2 separate regions of the Danio rerio genome follow, and region 1 is linked to region 2. The links are chromatin contacts, called in public Hi-C maps. All regions are on one chromosome and are shown on one strand. Each heading gives the region's core, a stretch centred on a gene start, on an enhancer-like site or on the middle of the called end of the contact. The rest is flanking DNA. Distances are from core to core; before and after follow the strand shown.

Region 1 (5,895 bases), core at 1,764-4,263, 470 kb before region 2:
ATTTATTTTATCTTTGCCATGATGACAGTAAATAATATTTGACTAGATATTTTTCAAGACACTTCTATACAGCTTAAAGTGAGATTTAAAGGCTTAATTGGGTGAATTAGGTTAACTAGGCAGGTTAGGGTAATTAGACAAGTTATTGTATAATGATGCTTTGTTCTGTAGACAGTTGGAAAAAAAAATTGCTAATAATTTTGACCTTAAAGTGGTCCATAATAAAAATAAAACTGATTTTATTCTAGTTGAAATAAAACAAATAAGACTTTCTCCAGGATAAAAAAAATTATCAGACATAATGTGAAAATTTCCTTGCTCTGGTAAACATCATTTGCAAAATATTTTAAAAAGAAAAAAAAATTCTAAGAGGGGCTTATAATTCTGACTTCAACTGTATGTGTCTGTGTGTGTGTGTGTGTGTGTGTGTGTGTGTGTGTGTGTGTGTATAGTATATTAGGAGAGCACAACTGTTTTCAACTTTGATTATAATAAAAATGTTTCATGAGCCAAACAGCAAACTTCTGAATGAAGTGTTACTTTCATCAGAATCAGAGATTGTGGTAAAGCATCAGTGTCACACGTGCTTTATCATAACTGTACAAGAGATCAGTTGAGTAGTCTCACCCGTACTGATGTGGAGAAAGGCCGGGGCTGCAGCTGCCGTTACTGTTGACTTGTTCAACGGTGCTGCTGACATCATCATGGCCAATGTGCAGCATGTTGAGACTCGCACCTGTGCTGTTGTTCATCAGCGTGGGGCTGTTCAGAAGACCAAGACTGCTCTCCGCCAGCGCAGCCTGCACAACACAACATTACACCATTAAGAAAAGTTAAGAGGAGAGGTCAACCAAAATGAACATTTACTCATCAGTCCTTTTTTAAAATCTGCCTTAATTTTTTCCCATTCTATTATATTCTGAAGAATGATGGAAACTAGTAACTACTGATTTTATTATCAACCGCTGGAAGTCAATGGTTTTCAATATTCTTTAGAATGTAATAGAATGGGAAAAAATTAAATAAAGATAAATAAAGTAACTTAAAAAGGTTTGCTATATTAAAAACAAATAACAATTTAAGTGTACCGAATATGAACATTTCTATTATTACAAAAATAATCAACTTAAATATACTTTAATTGCTCAGCAGAAAGAAGATCAGAAGACAAAATTGCTACAATTGTCGGAATTAATTATATCTCTTTAATTAAAACATAATAACCTGCAACAATCTTTAGAGAAATATCAAAACAAAGACAGCACAACCAGTTTTAACATTAATGATCATTAAAAAGTTGACTAAACACCAATTTAACACATTAAAATAAATTCTAAAATATACACTGAAACTAATATTGATAGAAGACGAAAATTCTTTTGATAGTTCCTTCAGAAAAGCACTAATTACATTTTAATTTTTTTTTTTACAATAGAAACCACTTATTTTAACAAGTTTAATTATTGGTTGAATGATTACATTTTATTCTATACAAGATAAAAAACTCACAAAGTTTTGCTACAACTTGAGTTTGAGTAAATGGTGATAACATTTTGGATGAAGCATCTCTTTTTTAACACTGTGAAGGGTCAAGATAAGTGAATACAGTTTCCTTTAAAAAACTGAGGAAAATTACTCTAAGTTTAATTGTTTTTTATTTTTATTTTCATTATTAAATGTCTTTAAAGTTGTTAAAAAATGGCAGCAGTGTTGCAGCAGGTTAGATTGTTTCACCACTAGGGGTCTCCTTACTTCCATATAACAGTGCAGAACGATCACTGATACCACATTCACACATATACAACCCCACACGCGCACACACACTCTGGTGCTCTACATCTTTAACCCACTGAATGTGTGTATATATGTTATGATAAGTGTTTTAGCATATTATTTTTTTTGGTAATACCCATTTGATTCTTTGAACTCTTTATTTAGTAAATATTAAATTAAAACAAAGTAAAAATATGTAATATTTAATTCATAAAATATTTATTTTTAATTTAGTTTATTTTACCCAATGCAAATCATATGACGATGATACAAATTTAAGAAAACACAATATATATTTTGTATTTATATTAATAAAAGGGTACAAGTAAAATATAACAAATCTATTCAAGGAAATGATACATTCGGATATCTTAATTTAGACATCTTAATGAAATGTAGTTCATTATAGTGAGAGAGAGAGAGAGAGAGAGAGGGAGAGAGAGAGTGAGAGAGAGAGAGAGAGAGAGAGAGAGAGAGAGAGAGAGAGAGAGAGAGAGAGAGCTGACAGAAAGAAAGACAGGACAAGAATAGATTGTTAAAGGCAAATTCATAGTGATTCTGTAGAGAGAGCAAGTGGTGGCAAGAAAGATGATCAGGCTCACGCACAGTTTAACTGTTGTCAACTAAATGAGGCCTATTTTTTGTTTTAAACTAAAATAAACTAAAACTTAACTAACTAAATTCAGATGAACAGCGCAGGTGAATTTGTTTTGCTCATATCTGTATTCTAAAGCATTTTACACACAGATTTGTCCATACATAAAGTGACTAAAAGTATATTTTATTTATTATTCTAAATTTTGTTTCCAGCTGTTCATAGTTCTTTCTGAATTATGGAGTGATAAAATATCCCACTATACACTCTGTAAAATCCTTTGACTCTAATGCATAAAAAAATAATAAAGAACCAGACTGATCTAATATTCAGATTTTAAATAAGTACATATTTAATTCCAATCCATAATTTGCATATTAAAACAACATTTTTATAAACTTGTAATGCATACTTTTTTAATTCTTAATGCTATTAAACAAATGGGGAAGTAAATATTAACAAATATTTAATAAAAATTAGTTACATTTACCCTAAAAGTATGATTAACACTGCCATCTAAAACACACACAAACTCAGCAGATAGACATCATTCTCTCACACTTCGTCAGGCTGTTGTTGTGCACACTGTGTGTCTGCTCTTTTGTTAAAGGCTAGTTTATGTGTGGCCTTTTCAGGATGAGCAGTTCCATTTCCATAGAGATGGCCTGCAGGGTCAGAGTGGGACAAACTGGGCCAGGCCGGAGAAACTGTGTGTGTGTGTGTGTGTGTCTGTGTGTGTGTGTGTGTGTGTGTGTGTGTGTGTGTGTGTGTGTGTGTGTGTGTGCGTGTATGTGTGTTGGCCTGTGATTAGCTGGGCTGTTTGTTTGTCAGCCGCTGACACTGCTTGTCCTGAGAGGAGATGGATGGGCACAGACCTGACAGAGCGCCACACACACACTCACACACATACACAAACCCACACACACACACCCAGACCAGGACGCAAGCTAACAAAGGCTAACCTCCCATATCCATCTCTGTCTCGTCACACAGGGAAAAAAAACACACACACACACAGAGAAAACACAAACGCACAAACTCAGAGCAGGGCTGCGAACGCTCCGAACGAGAGTTGCGGTGACACCGGTGGATTCAGGAGATTTTCTAGGACAGACACTAATTTTATGCTGTGACCTTCATTGACAAATATTTGACGCTATAAATCACATATGGCTGCGTGTGCGATGGAGGGAGGAGAACGGAGGAGGTTTGGGAGAAGCAGCTAATTAGAGGAAGAAATTGTTATCAGTGCCCTTGTGTGCTTGATCTGTGCAGGATTCTCACATTTTTTCTTTTCTTTTCCAGGAGCTGTAAAATGATTTGGAGATTCAAGAATAAATGACTGAAATAAACTTATAAGACTGTTCGGCTCACATTTCAGATGTCAAGTTCTAGCTGATGTTTAGTAGACAAAATATTTAAGAGCTTTCATGAATTATAGTTTAGAAATGCTGATGCCAAAGTAATGGGTGAAATGTAGATTTTTTTTTTCATACTTATTTTATTTTGGATCGACTCAATAACAAATCAATCAGATCAGACTATGAACCAGACCAAAAATACCGCAATCACAAATCAGAATATGAAAAGGCAGATTTTTTACTTAAAATTAATATTTTGAATGCAAAAAAGTGAATATTGGGTAAAAAGGAAACTATACATTTCTATTTTGAATTTACCCAAAAGTTTAAAGTTCATAACCAATATATTCAATTTCACTGTATTCTGTTGTTTATTATTTTTTAATGGTAAATGTCATTTGTAATGTTATTTTACATGTTATGTCATATTTTATAGAGGACAAAAACATGCAAATGAATAAATAAATTAATAATTAAATCCACAAATTCCTGCAAAAATAAATAAAAAAAATAAATAAATATGGAAATAAATAAATAAATATAACCCCCAACCCCCCATTTTTTATTATGTACTTTTAATTATTTATATATTTATTTATGCAGGAATTTGTATATTTATATATGCATATATTTATTTATTTATTTATTATTTTATTTATACAGGAATTTGTAGATTTACATATACATCTATTTATTTATTTGCATATTTATTTATTTATTGTTTATTTATGCAGGAATTTGTGGATTTATTTGTTTATGTTTTGTAGGTTTTGTTCTCCATAATATTTTTTAAATTTTTTTATTTATTTATTAGTAAATAAATACAAGTCCAAGTGTAAAAAATATAAACAGATATAATAAAAAATCTAATAATGAATATAAATGAACATGAATAAATAAATAGTTCATACATACATATACAGTGCTCAGCATATATGAGTACACCCCCACAGATCTCTCAGTTAAATTAACATTTTCTATAGGATACAATATTATATTTGTGCATATACATTGGATAATACGGTCCTGAAGCCAAATCTGGAGCTCATCTAACAAAATAAATTACAATAATAGTAAAAAATAGTAGCCCAAATTTATATCTTAGAGAAAAATATAAAATTACATTCTCAAAAAATCTTTCCATTTATCTTTTCCAATGTTTGCAATAACTATTAAGTAAAATCATTCAGATCCCAACCAGTTCATCAATGAATCATTTACAGTGATTTACATTGTACATCAGTTCGATCAAATTACTGAAAAGGAAGGAATCATTAACTCTCAAACTAGACGTTCTACATTTTACAAAAAGTTTTCAAAAGTAAGAGTCTCACCTGATAGCTGGCATTCAGTGAGCCAAATCCCAGTCCAGAAATCATATTTTTCACAAGAGTGGGGCTTCTGGGAGCAAAAAGAAAAGAAAAAAGATGATGAATTAGATGCGCTGGATTTCAACATAACACACCAGACCAAACTGTGGATAAAAAACCCTCCTTAACCTGTGAAAAATGCTGAGGCACTATTCTGTTTACAAGAGATAAATAGAAAAGTTAAACAATAGAGACTAACACATGCATTCTGACACAGCATATACTGCACACACGCACACACACTGTAATGTGGTGTGCAGGCCGTCGGCTGGGTAATTTGCCGTCGTCTCTCTGGCAGAGCTTGAGACGGCGTGTAACATCTGTTTGTACAAATGCAAGCAGGCAAGCTTTTTTGCAGTGCATCTGCTCACAATGTACCCTAAACAGTGTAGACACAGAAGGGAAAAACACACAGGCGCACAAACACACACACACATGCACGCGCGCACTGCCAAACACAAGCAGGGGAGGCACAAAAGAGACCTTTGTGCTTTTGACTAGAGAGTCAGTAATAGGGTAATGATGGGAAGCCCATTAGGGTAATCATACATGCCAATAACGATTATAGCCTCACTTACAGAGCAGACCTACAAGCTCATGCTTTAGCTACAGAAATAAAAGCATGTTTTGGGGACTTTCACTCAATAAATAGTGTTCACTTAAAGAGGGAAGTTTTAATCCAGGGTTTTACAGGTTGGCTTGACTAGTATGACATCAAACTGTCTGCTGTTTCGGTCTGTAAGGCTACTTATATCATGCTATATTGAAGCAAGGTTAGAGTGTTAACCCAACTGTT
Region 2 (6,683 bases), core at 3,452-5,951:
TCCATCTATTTACGGTTGTTAATTTCATTATGGGAGCTAGATCTCTGATCTGTCTACTTTAAATGTTGAAAATTCAACTCACAGTTTAACAAAGTGACTTTTATTGACATTTTGGTTGTTTAAAATAATATAATGTATAGGAAATAATATGTAAATAAATCTGTTTAATAATATTGAGAAATAAGTCTGTAAAATAAAAGAATTTACCAGCATTTTATAACAAGGTTTTTGCAGCATAATAAAACCCCAATCCTGACAATATATCACTTTAAAATAATAAAAATGTTCATGAAAGTCACTTTTTCAAAAAAAAATGTTATTGTTAAAAGTTGTAAGATAAAAGACCAAGGTCTCATAATGCAATTCAAAAGCACAAATAATGAAAACATGAATCAAAAATATTAGAAAACCTAATTTACGAATGTTTTTTACAGTGTACCTGGTTGTTTTATTTATTTGGGTATTTTCTGCTTTATTGTTGGGGTTACAATGTTTATACAATAGGTTTATTTGTAATGTATTTAAGAAAAAAGAAAAAATCTTAAATAAAATTAATGATCAGCAATATGTTTTATATTTGAGATCAACATGAATGTGTTTTACAAGAGTCATGCTAATAAAGAAAGTTGCATTAATTTGATCTAAAACCCAAAAACTTTTTTTATATATTATTATAGTTATAACAGCGGTTTTCTTTTTAAATGTAGCTCAAAATGTAATTTATTCCCATGATTTAAAGCTGAATTTTCAACATCATTACTCCAGTCTTCAACGTCAATCATTCTAAAATGAAGATCTATTACTTAAAAACTTTTTATACTTTCATTGTTGGCCTGCTGCTTCTTTTTTTTTTGTGATACTCTATCATTCAAAAATAAAACACAATAAGCATTTACTTCTAAGACTCATTCCAGTGTAAAAAAAAAAACACATAAAAAATGATATAAATAAATGTTGTTATTTTGAACTTTCTTTTAATCAAAGCATCATTAAATAAATAAATGATTAAATTGATCAGTTTTCACAAAATTATGAACCAGAAAAAAATTATAAACAGTTAATTATACAAAAAACTAAACAAATTATTAATGAGTGACTGCCAATAATTTTATAATCAGAACGGCAAATCAGAATATTATTATTATAGTGATTTCTGCTGTACAGTGTTAGGAAATGTAGGGTTCTTTACCAATTCATTAATGTTGTCCCAAAACAAATTAAGTAAATGTAACAAATTTGGTGGACTGAACATTAAACAATTAAGTTGTCCCAAAAAAAATCTCAAGAAGTGTGTTGTTTCAGCTCATTTTAAAAAAGTAGTTTGAACATATATCATATGTAATTGACTAATACTAATTGCCTTGAGTATAGTATATTTGAGTATATATTTGAGTATATTATTGAGTATATTAATACTCAATAAATGAAATGTGAGAAGAATAATGGCAACTTACTATACCCCTTTTTTTTAAAACACTTCATTAATTGTTTAAAGTTTAACGAAAGTCATGGCCATAATAAACGCAAAGCACGATGGTAAATGGTGGAAAGAAGATATGGCATTGAATGAACAGAGCGTTCATTTTGATCAAACTGATCAACAAGTAAAGCGCAGCAATATGGTGCACTGGCTCTCAGCATATGTGTGTGTGTGTGTGTGTGTGTGTGTGTGTGTGTGTGTGTGTGTGTGTGTGTGTGTGTGTGTGTGTGTGTGTGTGTGTGTGTGTGTGTGTGTGTGTGTGTGTGTGTGTGTGAGTATGCGCCGTGCTCTCTGACACTCTGAATCATTGGCCAGATGTAGTTTGGTCTTACACACCCGGCTGGGACTATAAGGATGAGCGAGGCTTGACCTGGCTGACTCCTCTCTGCTGGACCTCGACAGAGAGAAAGCTTCTGGACAGGACTGCTCTGAAGAGACTTATTTCTGCATGATGGAAAAAATACTCTGATTGACATGGCCGAAAATATCTATTGTTTAGGTTGGTTGGTGTTTAATTAAAATGACAACTTCCTTGATTATTTTGATGGAGAGTAACATGCTAAAATAAGGCCTATGATACATTTAAAATTCATTTTTCATGCTGTTGGACACATTTCAATCCATACATTATACAACTGAAGGAAAAATTATTAGCCCATATTCTTTTTCAAATATCTCATTATCTTTAGGTGTTGTTTAACTGAGCAAGGGAATTTTTAAATTATTTACAATATTTTTTTTTCTTCTTATAATTCATTCATTGATTCATTATTTTCCTTTGGCTAAGTATATTTATTCATCAGAGGTCGCCACAGTGGATTGAACCGCCAACTTATCCAGGAAATGTTTACATAGATAATGCCCTTCCAGCTGCAATCCTGTACTGGGAAAAACGCATACACACTCATTCACACATATAAACTACGCCTACTTTAATTTATTTAATTCACCTATAGCGCATGTCTTTGAACTGGGGAAACCGGAACACCCGGAGGAAACCCACCAACACGGGTAGAACATGCAAACCGAAATGCTAGCTGACCCAGCTGGGACTCAACCATTTTTTTCTCAACCTTTCTTTCTCGACCTTCTTGTTGTGCAGTGACAGTGCACCCTTTTTTATTATTTCTTGTCTTTTTTATCTGTTTTTATAGAATTTTTGTGGTCAATATTAAAAGCTCCCTTAAGAAATTTTTTTTTTAATTATTTTTCGAAAAGTAATTATTTTATTTTTCTGCCTATAGTTTATTTAATTAATTAACTTAGTAAAACTTTTAAATTGCACTCTAAGCTAAATACCAGTAAGTTTCAACATAACTAGACAAATATTATGTACTGTGGCAAAGACAAAATTATTTGAAATTAATTATTCAAATTGTTACATTTTAAAATGCATAAGGAAATAAATCTTCTCTTAAACATCACTAGGGAAAATAACTTCCACAGGAGGGCTTACATTTTTTCCTTCATCTGTACTTACAGGATTTTACAATACTAACAACCAATTATACCAGGCCCATAGCCAGGGGGGTTGGGGGGTTTAGAAGACCCACCCCTCACTGACAAAGGTCCAGAATTTTATTTGTCCTATTTTGACTGCTATGCCATCATGGTGAAAATACCCATCAAAAAAGGCTTTAAGACCAAGAGGAATCCTCTGTTGGCTGTCGCTTCAGTGTAACTTCCGCTAAACACAATGCTAACAAATATTTTTCATGAGTCCAACATCCATTTTTCACTACTGTATTGTTTTTAAATGGAGAAAACATTTTACAAGTTTAATCTACATCTTTGACTTTTTTTAAAACAAAAAATGACTAATTAAAAGTTATGAAGCACCAAAAACAGCCCATACTTGGCTAAAATAGTGAAACAGTCTGGTTATGATCCTATTACCATTCAAAAAGCTCATTTAGAATAGTGCTTAAAATGTCACTAAAATGCAGTTTTTAAATGTTATAATTAATTAGAAAATGAGGCGTATAATTGCAAAATATCCACTTTTTGAGAAAAAAGAACCACCCCTTTTACCAGACTGGCTACAGGCCTGTAAACTACTGACCTAAATCAATCAAGTGCTATGTTTTAAAATAGTGTCTAAAAATACATTTAATAATATGATAATGCCAATTTATGATATTACAACGCTGGTGACCCCACATCTCAAAAAGTTATTTACAGTTTTGTACCCATCAATTTTTTTTTATTATTCAAAAGAGCCTATAGTTTAGGGTTTAGAAACCAGGGTTAGTTTTTCCAAACCGTTCAATGAGTAATGTACTTTCCCAAGTGCTGTTGTTTGGGTCGTTTCAGTTATTTTCATCACAACTCACACTTCAGCTGATTTGAGGAATGACTGAAGACTGCTTTTATCCCTCAACATCCACACTAAACATAGAACCGACATGTAAACATTTAGATAAAAACTCCTCTTAAAAACGAACTCAGAATAGTTCTTACACAAACACTAAACCCCATCTACGTTTCCTCACCTGTGCGTCTGCTTCACTCCTGAGCAACTTTCAAATAGCTCCCCCTAGCGGTCAACCTAAATTACACACATCTAAATCAACTTCTTCCTCACGAAATAAAACACAAATAAGGAAAGTGTTTTTGGCTTAGTTTTTACCGTCAACCAGATCTCTCCGTGTCACATATTTAACAACAACAGTCTGTTTCTTCCTGGCTCCAGGGTTCGGAAGTGCTGTCAAAACAAAAGGCAACAACAACTGTTTGTCATCGCTACAGCCCTTGGGAGCATCACTGTTTTGCTCGGAAGAGGCATCTGGCTATTGTTAACAACGCCTGCTTCACGAAACCCCAAACTGTTGATATCCGGTGTATCTTTAGCAATTTGGAAAGATAGCAGGGATTAGAACACTATGTACCTTTCTGAATTCAAAGCCGCCGTCAAATTAGCTTTCCAAAAATTACAGCAAAATGAACACATTTATATCTTAAATGTACACATTAACTTGAGTAAACCAAAAATAGGAGATAGATGACAACTAACACCTTCTCCCCCCTCCTTTTTTTCTTTTTTCTCCATAACCTTTATCGTCATAGGCTATAGGGACTTGCTAGGCTATAGCCACCTGCAAATTACAACTTAGTACTTGAAGAGTTAAGAATGTGTTTCTTTCAGGCTATTGTTGGAGTGCGCGGGTCAGGGGGTGGGGCGAACAGATTCTGGTAAGAGCCTTTAATCCACAGGCTGTCAGGCCCAAACCCTGCTTGACGCCCTATTGAAGTGTAACAGAACAAAACATTGGGCCCCTCGCTAAGCTCCTGCCCGGGCCCCATTCACAGCGACAGGAGAGCAAATTCTTCAGCTGCAAAGAGCCCCCTTCTTAAAGGGGAACACACAAACTTCAAAACAATGCAACACAGAGGAGGAACATATAAATGGCCAATCACTGTCGAGAGTGCATTTGTCAGGGATGAAAAATCTGGCTATTTTCTCCACCGCCCTGGCATTTTTCATAACCACTCTAAACAACGACGTTTGCTACAATTAAATTTGACTGATTCGAATACAACAATGTTGGCATTGCAATGAAAAATAAGAAAGTGTGCCATTGTAATTGAAGCTGGGAATTTAATCAAATATACATTGTACTCTGGTTTTATGCTGTTTGAAGTCATCTAAATTTGAAGGTCTTGGTATTAAACACATTTGCAAATTGGCCCCAAAAAATGTCACCTCCGTTGTCCTTGTGAAGTTTACGTCTGATTTTAAATGAAGGTTTTAGAATATTACTTGTCACATATATATTAAACTGTAGAGAAAGCTATTCACTGACTTTACTTTTCTCTCTCTCGCTCTCTTCTATTTTAGCAAATATGCCCTTTAACTCTAAAGGCTTGAAAACAGATGTGAACGCTTCACATTTTAGCACATTTTGGCCTGACGTAGACTGTTGGGAATCAGAAATGGAAATAGCAAATGTACAACAAAATATGACACGTTTTATTACATTGTGATTAGCGAGGATTATTTCACCCTCTTATGAAGAGAGTAATAATTTGACGAAAATGAATTTAATACTTTTTCAACTAATGAAAGCCCTGTGGAAATTTTCTGAAGGTTAACTATATCGTGTTCAAATTAGACTTAATTGTGCTACGAGTAGAATCGCACTCCGTTCATTTCACTGCTGAGCAAATGAACTAAAACTGTCTTTATAAATGAATAAACACAAACTGTATAATTAACTGCACTAATAAAAAACGAATAATATTATATATTTATTACAAATCTTAAAAATAAAGATGCCAGGATAAATCAAAAGCATACAGTTAATTGCACAAAGTTAACCTTTATGTCAAAAGATCTTTTCAACAACTTTTCCCACTATTTATACATTAAAAAAACTATTTTTGTGAAATATGTCATGGATGTTGAAGGTTTTTCATAATTTAATTTAGGGTGCTATTCATATATTTAGAGTATAAAAAATAATATCTGTGGTAATCAAGAAACGCTCAGCAGTTGAAATCACCACATAGGCAAAACCTGCATTAATCAGACGGATCCACTGACCAAACGCAGCTCTAATGCTCTAGGTTAAGAGATGCATATTCATGATACATGTATTCAAATGCACAGACATGACCGACAGACCCAACCCCCTCCACAAAAAACCAAGCCCCCCCTACTGCCTATTACCCCTTTAATTACGAAACGCTGCTGCAGTATTAAAGGTTTGTTTAGATAAAGGAGAGCATCTGGTGAGATTAGCACTACATTATTCTTAGGGAGCAGCAAAAAAATGTTAAAACAGAAGACCATCAGGAATACAGTGACATTTAGGATCTACTTCATAAAGAACGTCAATGTCTGCTGTTCAAATTTCTGTTGTGGCATGTCGTTTATTTTTTATTAATAAATCAGAAACGTCCATCACGCTTCATACGCTAAATTATGTCTTTCTAAGTATTTACATGGCAATTGACTTGAGGAAGAATAATGCAATTCATTGAACACATAATGAGTGAGGTGCATGAGTAAATCTGTATAATCAAGCTAATCAAAATACTAAATTATAACAATAATATAATTTTGGTGTGTAATTGAGACATTTGAGAGGCTAAGGAGAGGTATGCAGAGTACATGCAAATACTTAAATATAACGAATTCTTACAAATCATAAAACGGTGTAATATTTTTGGGGAAAATAGATACATTCACTTTCTGAATATG

What was found. Hi-C and Micro-C count contacts between places; a contact is called where the count stands out from the background.
Region 1: a contact with region 2 is called in a Hi-C map of embryo, with 4 times the contacts expected there. The contact joins two enhancer-like sites. A contact is called at or near these places in 6 of 18 Hi-C or Micro-C datasets (caudal fin, embryo and hematopoietic stem cells) and 1 of 4 datasets of contacts at active chromatin or transcription factors (caudal fin).

Annotation. Positions count from the first base shown.
Region 1 is chr11:24,188,634-24,194,528 of GRCz12tu, reverse strand. foxp4 (forkhead box P4) reads right to left here. Exons shown (of 18, transcript NM_001199491.1): 16 at 5,064-5,130; 17 at 628-800. Among named protein-coding and RNA genes, the nearest start is that of mdfi, 25 kb to the left of the region's middle. Within about 2 kb of position 3,013, at least 17 of the 62 cell types and tissues checked have an H3K27ac peak or open chromatin away from gene starts, as enhancers often do.
Region 2 is chr11:23,715,434-23,722,116 of GRCz12tu, reverse strand. It overlaps a transcript of foxp4 not described here. Among named protein-coding and RNA genes, the nearest start is that of zgc:101564, 34 kb to the right of the region's middle. Within about 2 kb of position 4,701, at least 28 of the 62 cell types and tissues checked have an H3K27ac peak or open chromatin away from gene starts, as enhancers often do.